Regions from separate parts of the Mus musculus genome. Here all the other regions are linked to region 1. A link is a contact called in public promoter capture Hi-C data. All regions are on one chromosome and are shown on one strand. Each heading gives the region's core, a stretch centred on a gene start, on an enhancer-like site or on the middle of the called end of the contact. The rest is flanking DNA. Distances are from core to core; before and after follow the strand shown.

The links. Promoter capture Hi-C pulls out the DNA fragments that hold promoters and counts their contacts.
Region 2: a promoter capture Hi-C map of second pharyngeal arch cranial neural crest shows a contact between it and region 1, with 5 times the contacts expected there. The contact joins the enhancer-like site here to the promoter of Snx31 in region 1. A contact is called at or near these places in 6 of 39 promoter capture datasets (3T3-L1-derived adipocytes, the C10 cell line, hippocampal neurons and 2 more).
Region 3: a contact with region 1 is called in a promoter capture Hi-C map of liver, with 4 times the contacts expected there. The contact joins the enhancer-like site here to the promoter of Snx31 in region 1. A contact is called at or near these places in 5 of 39 promoter capture datasets (the 3T3-L1 cell line, HPC-7-derived erythroid cells, cranial neural crest and 1 more).
Region 4: a contact with region 1 is called in a promoter capture Hi-C map of liver, with 8 times the contacts expected there. The contact joins the promoter of BC048602 here to the promoter of Snx31 in region 1. A contact is called at or near these places in 5 of 39 promoter capture datasets (the 3T3-L1 cell line, cranial neural crest, hippocampal neurons and 2 more).

The regions. Positions count from the first base shown.
Region 1 is chr15:36,554,118-36,557,099 of GRCm38.p6, reverse strand. Snx31 (sorting nexin 31) reads left to right here and starts at 1,527. Exons shown (of 14, transcript NM_001347022.2): 1 at 1,527-1,652; 2 at 1,766-1,840. The coding sequence starts at 1,587.
Region 2 is chr15:34,635,363-34,638,344 of GRCm38.p6, reverse strand. The region is part of intron 3 of Nipal2 (NIPA-like domain containing 2); the gene reads left to right. Among named protein-coding and RNA genes, the nearest start is that of 4930413F20Rik, 38 kb to the left of the region's middle. Within about 2 kb of position 1,439, at least 8 of the 459 cell types and tissues checked have an H3K27ac peak or open chromatin away from gene starts, as enhancers often do. A contact at or near this core is called in second pharyngeal arch cranial neural crest, where this site is marked.
Region 3 is chr15:34,964,511-34,967,492 of GRCm38.p6, reverse strand. The region is part of intron 8 of Stk3 (serine/threonine kinase 3); the gene reads left to right. Among named protein-coding and RNA genes, the nearest start is that of Gm52204, 56 kb to the right of the region's middle. Within about 2 kb of position 1,407, at least 43 of the 459 cell types and tissues checked have an H3K27ac peak or open chromatin away from gene starts, as enhancers often do.
Region 4 is chr15:35,327,094-35,330,075 of GRCm38.p6, reverse strand. BC048602 (cDNA sequence BC048602) reads left to right here and starts at 1,541. Exons shown (of 3, transcript NR_045280.1): 1 at 1,541-1,696. It overlaps Gm33584 (a long non-coding RNA gene), which reads right to left and starts at 1,086. Exons shown (of 3, transcript XR_383923.3): 1 at 784-1,086; 2 at 473-562.

The sequences.
Region 1 (2,982 bases), core at 278-2,777:
AAAATTATTTTAATTATATTTTGTATATGAGTGTTTTGCCTCAATGGGTGTCTGTGCTGTGCACATGCCTGGTGCCCAAGGAAGGCAAAAACAACATCAGATCTCCTAGAACTGGGGTTATAGACAGCTGTGAGCTGTCATGTAGGTGCTGGGAATTGAACCCATGTTCTCTAGAAGAGCAGTGTGCTCTTACTCTGGCCTGTTTCTCCAGGTTTCCAAATGTGGTCCTTGAAGAGGAGGTCTCTGGGCATTGGTGAGAGCGTCAGACCACTTCCTTTTTTTCCCTGCTTGACCACTTTCAAATTCTGCAGTCAGGAGATCAATAACGCTGGTGCGAAGCTGACTCTTCTTTTGTTCCTTCCCGTCCCCTGGTCCCCTGTCGGAGGTGCCGCTCAGTCTGTTGACAGACAACTCACAGATGTACCCAGAGGTTTAGCTCCTAGGTGATTCTAAATCCCACCAAGTTCACAATCAGTTTTTACCATATTCACAAGTTAATAGAATTAATCAATATCAACAGTGAAAAACCAAGAAGTCGGTGAAAGATTCTGGGAACAAAGATTCCTAAGAACCCAGCCACGGAGAGCGGTATCTACTCAAGAACAGGGCTTCCCCAGGTAAGAGAGACCCAGGCCACATCCATGTTTTAAATTTCCTATAATGAGAGAAAGAAGACTTAAAAAACAAGAATAAGACAACAAGCCACTTCCAATCAAAAAAATAAAAATCATATGTACAAAACAGCAACAATAAACCATCAAAGCAGTGTTACATATGGACTGCACACCATGATACATTTTAAAAAGGTTAAGACAAAAACAAAACAAGAAACAAACAAAAAAACCCTGAGCCTAATGCTCCTGTGATAGGGTACTTCCAAGGTATACCTCCTTTCCCCTTTCTAATCTTAATCCACAGTATACTGTAGCCAGCGCTGGGGTGATGGGAAACTCCCAAATCATCAAGGCACCCTCCGTAGAAAATGCCAGGAGATCCGGTATGAGGCGGATCTGAATGCCATCTCATCCCCCTCACTCTGGAAGTGGACATTCTGTTGGTCACAGACAGGAGACCTGGCCCCTGAAGTGGCCCCTGGAGAAGCTCTGTTTCCTTAGGCAAGCTGCCTGGCTCTGATGATTTGGGGCAGGGTTGGATCAGTGACTTTCTGGCAGCTGTATAAAATGTTCATGTGGCTAGAGACAGGATTCTTAACTTTTGTGGGCTGAGCTCTCTGAAAATGAATTCGACACTGTCCCTCCCTCCCTGCACCACAGAGGCACGTTTTCCTCCTCAAAAGTCTCTAAAATTCCAGCCTCTGGCCTCCAGGGTGACCCTGGCCTGAGATCTGGCATCCCTGAGGTCCCTCTGAACCCTGATTGTGTGCGCACGTCTCTAGTCCAGCCTGAGAATCAGGCTGAGGTTTAGTGGAGGGAGCGGGGCGGGGCGGAGCGGGGCGGGGTGGGGCGGAGCCAGGCGCAGACCCCGCCCACCCGCAGACCCAAGGCAGGAGTGGGAGCTCAGGACCCAGCCCAGACTCTAGGCGGCAGGTCCTGTTCTCCACGCTGTCCCTGGTCATCGCCAGAGCCATGAAGATGCACTTCTGCATCCCGGTGTCCCAGCAGCGGCCAGACGCGCTGGGGGGCCGCTACGTGGTGCGTCTGGGGCCCGGGGTCGGTTGGGTGGGGAGGGGCTCGGTGACCCTGGGCACCTCCTACCCCAGTCCTCATCCTCGCCTAGGATAACAGGCGGGTGTCTGTGCTTTCAGTTGTACTCCGTGTACCTGGACGGGTTCCTCTTCTGCAAAGTACGCTACAGCCAGCTGCACCGCTGGGATGAACAGGTGAGCTTGGATTGTGTTACTCTGAAAGACATTGGACTGTGTGTGTGTGGGTGTGGTGGTGGTGGTGGTGGTGGTAGAGGAGGAGGGCTGGCTACAGGCTCCTGATTTGTGAACTATAGGCACTCTTTAAATCCCAGAGCTATCTCCTATACCAACATCTTCAACTTCAGGTCAGCCTTATAACATGAACAAGACCATAATGACCAGTTGCAGAGTAATAGCCTTCCTCTAGCCTCTTGCGCTCAGAGCCCTCAGACCTATCCCAGAGTAGAGTCAACTGGGACAAGTGTGCTTTGTACAGCTTCTAGTTCTAACACGGTCTTATCTGGCCCACCTTTCCAAGTCCCTTTGTTAGCAAACCCAAGACTCATGAGCTACATCGATACAGATTGGCTTGTGGTAGTCAGAAAGTGTCACAAGACTCAAAAGCATCTTATGCAATCTAGGGGGGGTTTCTGGGAGACTGACTGGGGCTTGGGAAGGGACTGGTCCAGGAGCTGTCTTCCAAGCAGAGGATGTGACAGTGGCAGATAGGAACAGGGGGTGTAAATAGGCAAAGAGGAAGAAGATAAAAGTCAGGCAGGGTGGCACATTCCTGTAGTCCTAGCCCATGGAAGACTGAGGTGAGGGATAGAGAAATCAAGACCAGCCTGGGCTACACAGACTTGTCTCAGACCTAAAAGAAAAGAGTGTGAGGGGGCTGGTGAGATGGCTCAGTGGGTAAGAGCACCCGACTGCTCTTCCGAAGGTCCAGAGTTCAAATCCCAGCAACCACATGGTGGCTCGCAACCATCCGTAACAAGATCTGACTCCCTCTTCTGGTGTGTCTGAAGACAGCTACAGTGTACTTACATAAAATAATAAATAAATCTAAAAAAAAAAAAAAAAAAAAAAAGAAAAGAGTGTGAGGTGGATAGGAAAACCAGATTAGCTCAGAATGATGGGGGAGCTGGGGAGGCCAGCACCTGGCAAGGGGAGCACCCAATGGTCTGCAAGGCTTTTGGAGTTCCCCTCTTGCTGATGCTCCCTGTGCAACGGGGTCCCCACAAGCTGACATTGCCTTCACAGGCTTCTTCAGAGCTGGGGAAAGTATCCCAGGCAAATCACGGGGGCGTCAGTTAAACTGGCTGTATTTATCTAAA
Region 2 (2,982 bases), core at 190-2,689, 1.9 Mb after region 1:
AAATGGTGTCTTCCAGACATGATAGTACAGTTCCAGTCATGAACTCAGCTCCTGTGGCTGCCTATGCAACACCTGCATAGATGAAGCCAGTCATCACTATAGTGTGGCAGGGAGGGGGCAGTGAACAATGGCCTGACTCACACCTGTGTGTCTGTTTCTCCAGTCAGCTAAGACCCAGGAACCTCATACAACACGGCCTGTAGAATTGGTCGGGGGGGGGGGGGGGGGTGTAATCATAAACTGATGAAATGGACAGCAGTTCTTTTTTTAAAAAAAAGATTCCTTTATTTTTAATTTTAAGATTTATTTTTATTTATAAAGGGAAGATATGGCTATGTTCATGTGAGTGCAGGTGCCTACAGAGGCTAGAGTCATCAGATGTCCGGAAGCTGGAGTTCCAGATGGTTGTAAACACACACACACACACACACACACACACACTGTACACACTCATGAATATACCCACATGGGTGCTGGTAACAAAACTCAGGTCCTCTGCAAAAATAGTATATTCTCTTAGCTGCTGTTTCTCCAACCTAAGATTTCAGTTTATGTTGTTTCACAATAGTTAATCAGTTCACAGGAAGATACTCAAGAATATTCACTCCTGTGAATGCTTCGACGTTTCTAAGCCTATTCCAAAGAGAATGAAATGAGACCATTCCTGCATCTACAAAATATGGCCTTACACTTAACTGTTGTCTATTTTATACCTTTATAACTAAGTTCTATATTATAAATAGATATAAGGATGGTTAAAAATAAGAAGTTATTTGCAGTCCAGAAATTAAGGCTATGTGGAATTAAGGAGATTCGTGGGGAACCTCACTCAGTATAAAGTCAATTAATCCAAGGGCAGCAAGCAGGACTGTGCAGGAGGAGACTGGCTCCAGGCTGCAGAGAGGCATTGGTAGGACGCACCAGTGATACTTTTCAGTTCCACCCTTACAAGCACACTGATTTCAAGCCTAAGAGAGAGATTATTTCACAAACATTCACAGTGCTTTGGATGGTGCGCAGTTAAAGGTAAGAAATGAACACTGAGTAAGTATCCCCCATGTCAGGTGCTGCATGAGATGTATAAACAACACCATTCTTAATTGTGGCTAAGGTGAATAGGAGTAGGAGATAGAGTCAATTTGGAGGTGATTAGATGGAATCAAATACTTGGAATATCATATTGCACAAAGGCAGGTAATAGCTGCAAGCTCTCATTGGCCCAGGATAGTTTCCTCAGAAATTAAAACCAAGTATCCTGTTGCCCAACTGATTTGGATTAAGGCAGGAACTAATAGACTGAGAGGATGATGAGAGTCAGAGCTGTGCCTGGTCCCTTCTGTCTGAATATCTAATAAGCTAGCTTTTGTAACCCTCACTGTAAACCTCCCTGTGGGATCTCTATTGTTCATGTGTCTCTCTGGTGCTGTTAAAAAGCCCTAACTGAACTGTGTCTGCAGTCCATTAGAGAATGGTCAGAGTGCAGCCTGCAGCCTTACTGGGGTCTTTTGAAATTCCAGAGAAGTCATGTCAAGCAGAAACGTTGGTCTCCAAGACTTTTATTAGAAACAAATGAGAGGAAACACAAGCAGACCAATGAGCAAGCGATGTGTAGTCTTACTCAAACCTTGATGCCACAGAGTCTCTGTCTCTGGGAGCAACAAGCTTAGTGCTAATGTGCTCAACTCACTGCAGTCCAGAAATGTCTGTGATGGATGTCTGTGACAGCATTTCACATGCATATTGGTTTTAGTGCTGAAAATATGCAGAAAATACCTCTTTTCCACATGGCTTGCATTTTTTTCTTCAGCACATTTGTCCAAAACCCAGCTTATATAAACCGTGTGGACTAAAGCTCTGACGTTTTAATTTTCTGTCTGCTCATACATTCTCAAGCAGAAAACTTGCTGAATTCTAAAGCTTTATTTGAAACATGTTTTCCATCCATCTTTGTTTTTTTGAGAATACCACAAACTATTTCTAGACAAATTGCTGACAGTGAAGTAATGGGCTATTAAATTTATAATACAGAATTAATGTTGTCAGTGGTGGTATTTTTACCTTTTGGGGGGATGGGAGACTTTTCAGGTCATTAATGCATGTCAAGGAAAATGTAGAAAGGAAAAGAGTACTGTCCTTAATCCAGGTAAATGTCTTGTCTAGAAAAATACAAATCACCATTGGTCAGTTGTTATGTCTTTGTTATCCTCAATAAATAAAGTGGGACTTTTTTCATCAAAATGAGTTTCTTGACACTTTCGTCCCTGACAGCATAGATAGATGGTGGGGCAACTTTTTCAGCATAAGAAAGCATCTTTCAAGCTGTCACATACTCAAAGCTTTAGATCCTAACTCGCTGGAATACATTGTAGTTGACATACTTTTTTTTTTTTTTCTAAAAATTCTACAACTAACGGGAAAGATAGTTGTAGAGCCGTACCTCAGCATGGTTTGAGCTGACTGAGCCCTTGAGTATGTTCACTCTGTCCATAAGAGTGAGGTCTGATTGTGGCTGACAGGGATGTGTTTTGGTGGTTTGTTTCTAGCAGTGCAAAAAAGCTACCATATAGTGACCAGAAACCAGAAGCCAGACATTTACTTGTTAAGGTCTGTTTGTAGAATTACTATGTAAATATGTTCTTTTCATGCGTAGAGTTTGAGATATTTTTGACAAAGGAATTTTTATTATTGTTTTTGCCTTCTGGTTTCTCATAGTATCAACATACTGTCTTTCCTACTATTATAGAGGTTAAAACCAAAAGTTGTCTTAGAGATGAAATTGATGAAATTCTCACTTGTAGATTAGGTCAGAGTTTATATATCAATATTTTCTACACTGGTGCCTATTACTAGAACTGGCCAATGCTTTGTATTGTTTGACTCAAACAGTGTTTTTGAGGGACATGAATTGGTGTCCCTCTGTTTAAAAGTGAGTTAGACCACATCACACAAACTATTCTTTAAAAATCCCAATTTAGAAGCGCT
Region 3 (2,982 bases), core at 158-2,657, 1.6 Mb after region 1:
CCCCCAAACAGTGCTTCTAGCTGTGAGCTAGTGGGGGCCACTTCCTATTCAAACCATCACAGTACCAGAATCAGTTGTCCAGATACGAGGGAGGGAAATACTCCACGACCTTTGACTGCTCCACCTCAAGGACCTTGCACTATACAGGCCATGGTGATGTCATCAGCTCTTTTACCACACAAAAAATTAGTTTTTGATTCTTTCACTGGGTGTTAAAGTTGCAAGATCCATCACATCACTTTTGCTTATAAATAACTAGTAATATCTATACTATTTTTCTTCAATTTATTCAGACCCACTGTGATCCTGCAGGTACACACACACACACACACTTTTTAGAGTCAGTTTGGTCTCTTTAGGTCCAACATGTTGAAGTTATTTTTGAATCATTAAATTTGTTCAAAAGATTTTCAGATTACTGGTTTTCCCCTCATGATTTCTTTCAAATTTGGCTTGTAAAATTTCTGCTAATACTTAACCTGCTTTTGCATGGGCGTTAATTACCCTGATGGCTGACTCTCAATTCTGACCTTATTCCAGCCTCTTTTCAATCTTTTTCTCCAACTTACCTTTAGTTTCCTAGCACTCTTTTAACAAGTAGTTGATACAGACTCCAGGGTGTAAGACATTTCATCCGCTGTGGTGCGATCTCTTTATGGTATCATATTGACTTTTTAGTTTCCATTCTAGACAGAATTTTTCTGCTTTTACACCCTTCTGAGTTGAGAGGACTACTAATTGCCCTTAATTTTTACTCTATAGGCCAGAGGCAGCTTTCTGTGTGATGAGCCTAATTCTGAGCAGCAACAGCGCCCTTATTTCTTACTGTTCTCATTAGTATGTCCATTTGTTTATTATGTCTGCGCCTGTAAGCTATTAGCTAGATTTTGTCTCAGATCCTCTAGGACAGCTTTAAGGTTATTTCTGTCATTGTCTCAGGTGCTGCATTGAATGAGTCTCTAAGTATGAGGTTCGGCAGATCAAGTGGGTAATGTTAGACAGAAGGCAGAGCCAGTAGATGTCAGTTTTAAGGAGGCTTCTTTGTAAAGGAGTTTCCTGGCACTTAAGGAGATTATTAAATAAAGGTTAGACTATTTTAAGTAGGTTATCTACCAAAGGAGTTCCCTTTTCTCATTAGTGTTGCAAATACTTCCTAACACCTTTGTGTAAATATCTCAGAAATTAGTGAATTATGATAGGATATTTAGAAAATGTTAAGTTAGTAACTCTAACAGATGTAAAGATTCCTCATACAAAGTATCTAATTGTTTCTTAGACTGTTATAGCATAAGTCTGTCCCAGTGGTGGAGTAGATTTCCTAATATTGTTTTCAAATATTTGTATTCCATGTGGACCTTATGATTCATAAGCTGGATTATGATCAGTGCTCTGTTTTGCATTCCTGGCACATGATGGCTCTGACTGAAAATGCTGTTGTGTCCCTTACTGGAACTGGCTGCTCTGCAGTGGGGAAGCATCTGCTCTGCAGACCTTTCTCTAACAAGCATCAACATGTTTTTCTCCAGTGAGGACTGACAGAGTGGATGTAAGTCAAGTATAACAGAGGGACTATTATAAATAACTGTCATGCTCTAAAAGTGTAAGATACCAGCTCAGACTAACAGTGATCCAAAATACCAAAAAATAAGTCCAGAGTTAATGATTTTTAAGTTAAAAACAAAAAGTAATCCTTAAAAGCTTTCAGTGCCATTACCAAATTTATTAGTGTTTGAATTTTATAATTTCATATAAAATATTTATCTTTCCTTCTGTACTTTACTAATTACTATTCATGGCCCACTCATATTTGTGACTTGAGTGTTTGTGCTACTTTTAGAAAATGTTTCTAATGGGTGGATCTGGAGGATATCATCCTACGTGAGGTAACCCAATGACAAAAGAACACACATGCCATGCACTCACTGATAAGTGGATATTAGCCCAGAAGCTCAGAATCCTTCTTAGAAGGGGAAACAAAATACCCATGGAAGGAGTTACAAAGTTTGGAGCAGAGACTGAAGGCATGATGATCCAGAGACTGTTCCACTTGGGAATCCATCCCATAAACAACCATCAAACCCAGAAACTATGGCAGATTCTAACAACAGCTTGTTGACAGGACCCTGATATAGCTGTCTCCTGAGAAGCTCTGCTAGTGCCTGGCAAATATAGAAGTGGATGCTCACAGTCATCCATTGGATGGAGCACAGGGTCCCCAATGAAGGAGTTAGAGAAAATACCCAAGGAGCTGAAGGGGTTTGCAGCCCCATAGGAGGAACATCAATATGAACTAACCAGTACCCACAGAGCTCCCTGGGACTAAACTACCAATCAAAGAAAACACATGGTGGGACTTGTGGCTCTAGCTGCATATGTAGCAGAGGATGGCCTAGTCGGTCATCAATGGGAGGAGAGGCCCTTGGTCCTGTGAAGGTTCTGTGCCCCAGTATAGGGGAATGCCAGGGCCAGGAATGGGAGTGGGTGGGTTGGGAAGCAGGGGGAGGGTGGAGGGGATAGGGAATTTTTGGAGGGGAAACTAGGAAAGGGTATAACATTTGAAATGTAAATAAAGAAATTCTCTAATAAAAATATATATAACTAAAAATAAATAAAAAATGTTTCTGCTATATATTTATAAACTAGAATCTTTTATCAAAGTATATAAAATTAATATGTCACAGGAGCCTTCCTTTCTAAATTTAATCAGTGGTTTTATGATTTTATATCTAACTTTGTGATTTTGAAGATGTAAACGTCTCCTGTCCCATTATAAATTCAATACTAACAAAAACTATCTAGAGGGTAGGAATCCATTTATGCCAACCAGAAGTTCCCCTTTCTTGTCCCGCGTACTGACCATAGATAGCTATGCTGCTTATAATGGCAGCAATGTACAAAATGGCTCAACAATATACAAAAATATATTTAATGTTTGGGGAATAAACTGGTTGCATATACAACATACTATTACAGTAGTAGCTA
Region 4 (2,982 bases), core at 292-2,791, 1.2 Mb after region 1:
TGAGTGTGCGCTCAAACATGCCCACATGTATTTTGGTACATGCATATATGAATGCATATACATTTATGTTCATGTGCAAGTAGAGGCCAGAGATTTATAGCAGGGTTTCTCACTCAACCTGGAGTTTGCAGATTTATTTAGTCTCACTGGCCAGCTTGGCCGCAGCATTCTTTACCCCCACTTCCCAGGACTGCTGGGATTATGAGGGGGCTGCCACTCCTGCCAGCCTTGTTACATGGGTACTGCAGATCTAAACTCCATCTCTCACACTGTGCAGCCAAACAGGCTACCCACTGAGCAGTTTCCCTAGTTCCAATGAGCTATTTTTGGATATCTAAATTTTACTTGCTTTTAAACTTTATAATATGTTTTTTACTTAACTTTATAAGGGATTTGCATGAATTCATACTGGATTGTACATGTTGGGTTCTGTCATTTAGTGATACCATTCAAGGCACACAAAGACACTGACTGCTGACTGTGCGGAGCTTCCGTCCTTTAGGGAGAGTGGGGCTCGAGCACACACTCCTCTTACACACCTGGAACACGATGAATGAATGCACTAGGGAGAAGAGCACAGGGCATTAGAGAATTTAGTGGTGGGAGAGATTAGAGAACTTTAAAGATGTAGCATTTAAGTCAGGCGTTGAGGAGTGAATAGAATTTGCAAAGAGATGAGGAAGACATAAATCTCATTTACTATCATGTGTTTATCACACCCACTAAAGTTCAAGCATGTAGGGTACTGTGTTCATTACCTCACTTGCTGGTGTGATACATTACCTCTCAACGACTCTCAGGTTCAGAAGGAAGGTCCATCAGGGCCAGGAAGCTGTAACAGAGGTCCTGGCAGCACGCACACACAGCTGCCACTCCTCACGTCTGGAGGCCAGGAAATACTGACGCTCCCCTTTCCCTTGTGCGCAGTCTAGAACCCCAGCCACCTCCACTCAGTCATTGTAAGTCTCAGATAAACTTCTCCAGAAATGCCGTCATAGACATACCCAGAGGTCTGTCTCCTAGGTGACAGTAAGCTCAGGAAGTCCACAGTGAAGATTAATTCCCTACAGGAATAATGCTACATCTATTAAAAAGATGTATAAATATATTCTCTTCACTTATGAAATTGGAATCTATAAGGAGACATATCCAAATGCTAAGCAAAGAGCTGCATTCCAAATTTATGAAACTAACAGAACAAAGAGCAGAAGTAGCCTCTGGAGAGTGGTGTTTGCTTACTGTGGAGGACATTCTGACGGTGGTGGACTCGATTTTTTAATCAGAGTCTTTGCAACATTTTAATCAGTCATTTTCTTCATGATATCCTTATCGAAGTAAGGTGGCTATTGGCTAATTTGAAAAGAATGAGATGGGGAAACTTCAACTTAAAATGTACTGTTCAAGTGGTAAATATATAAAAGAATATATTTCTAGCCCTATGTGACGGTCTGAATGAAAATGGCTCTCATATGCCCACAGGAAGTGGCACTGTTAGGAGGCGTGGCCCTGTGGACGTAAGTGTTGCCCTATTGGAGGAAGTGCTTCACTAAGGGGTGGGCTTGGAGGCCTCAGAAGCTGAAGTCAGACCTAGTGGCTCACTGCCTCTTCCTGTCTCTCAGCCCCTCTCTAGCACCATGTCTACCTGCAGGCTGCCATGCTTCCTGACATGATGACAATGGACTGAACCTCTGAAACTGTAAGCCAGCCCCAATTAAATGTTTTTCTTCATAAGAGTTGCTGTGATCGCGGTGTCTCTTCACAGCAATAAAACTCAAACTAAGACACCAAATCTGGCGGCTGTGCCCTGGCGCTGTCCTATACTTCAGATATAAACTAGAGCTGTGAGTGAGCCTTATGTTGCTGCTAGTAAAACAAACAAGGTATCTGCTTCAGACAGTTCACTGCGGATCTTGGTGAGGTTCATAAATAATGCTACACAAATTTAAGGTCATTTGCTAAATAGATTTAGTTTCCAATGTAATTTTCCTAAGCTATTTAACCTAATCTAACCTTACCAAAGAGAAAGACCTATTTAACCTAGCTTTACTTTATCCTTGTTTGGGGGACAGGATCAGTAGACTTCCACTACCAGACACATGTATACCGGGTTGAAGCTTTGTGTTTAGCAGAGCCTGGGAAGATGCCTAACTCGTTAACATCTGCTTGAACCATAGCCATTGACCCACCCACAAAAAAAAAAAAAAAAAAAAAAAAAAAAAAAAAAAACCCTAATCATACAGATCTTAAGTTTAATGTTTTGAGGTCCTGACGTGGTTAATTTTGGCCAGAACAACATTATCTCCAAATCATGCTGCAATAGGGCCACTGGGAATTTTCTTTGAAATGGAAGCTATGCTAGGGAATTATGCACGTACACATTAGAGTAAACATTAACAGATGACAGGTTTCTTCATGTCCCATGAATTCTGTCATTTATAATCACTGCCAAATAATTGTTCAAAATGACACAAATCACTTTGAAAACCGAACTCTGGCTCTGTTTGCTTTAATGGGAAACCTATCCCTCTGAGGCTAGACCACATATAACTGAGGCGGACCCATGATTTACACAGGACTGGGGGCTCTATACTGGCCACAAGACATCAGATTTGGAGATTTCTTCTAATCTCTGATCAGAGTTTACACACTAGTCTCCATTAGAATTTGGCCCTGCATTTAAGCATGGCAATAAATTAAATAATTCATTTCATCTTTGCATTATTTCTCTAACAGTAGATTAGCAAATGATTCAACGAAACCCCAATCATATAATTTTGATAGTCTGATAAAGGCTATTATTATAAACAGTATTGTTATAAATGTTTTGAAAGTTTATTTATAAATTGGATTGACTTTGCCTGGTTCCTAGGTTACTGACATGTGATCTCTCAGCAGTAAACAAAAAAAATGTATTGTAAAAATCCTTATTTCAACAAATTATGCCAAATCTTAATAGACATTTTGTTCCAGAGCCTGAAGGAT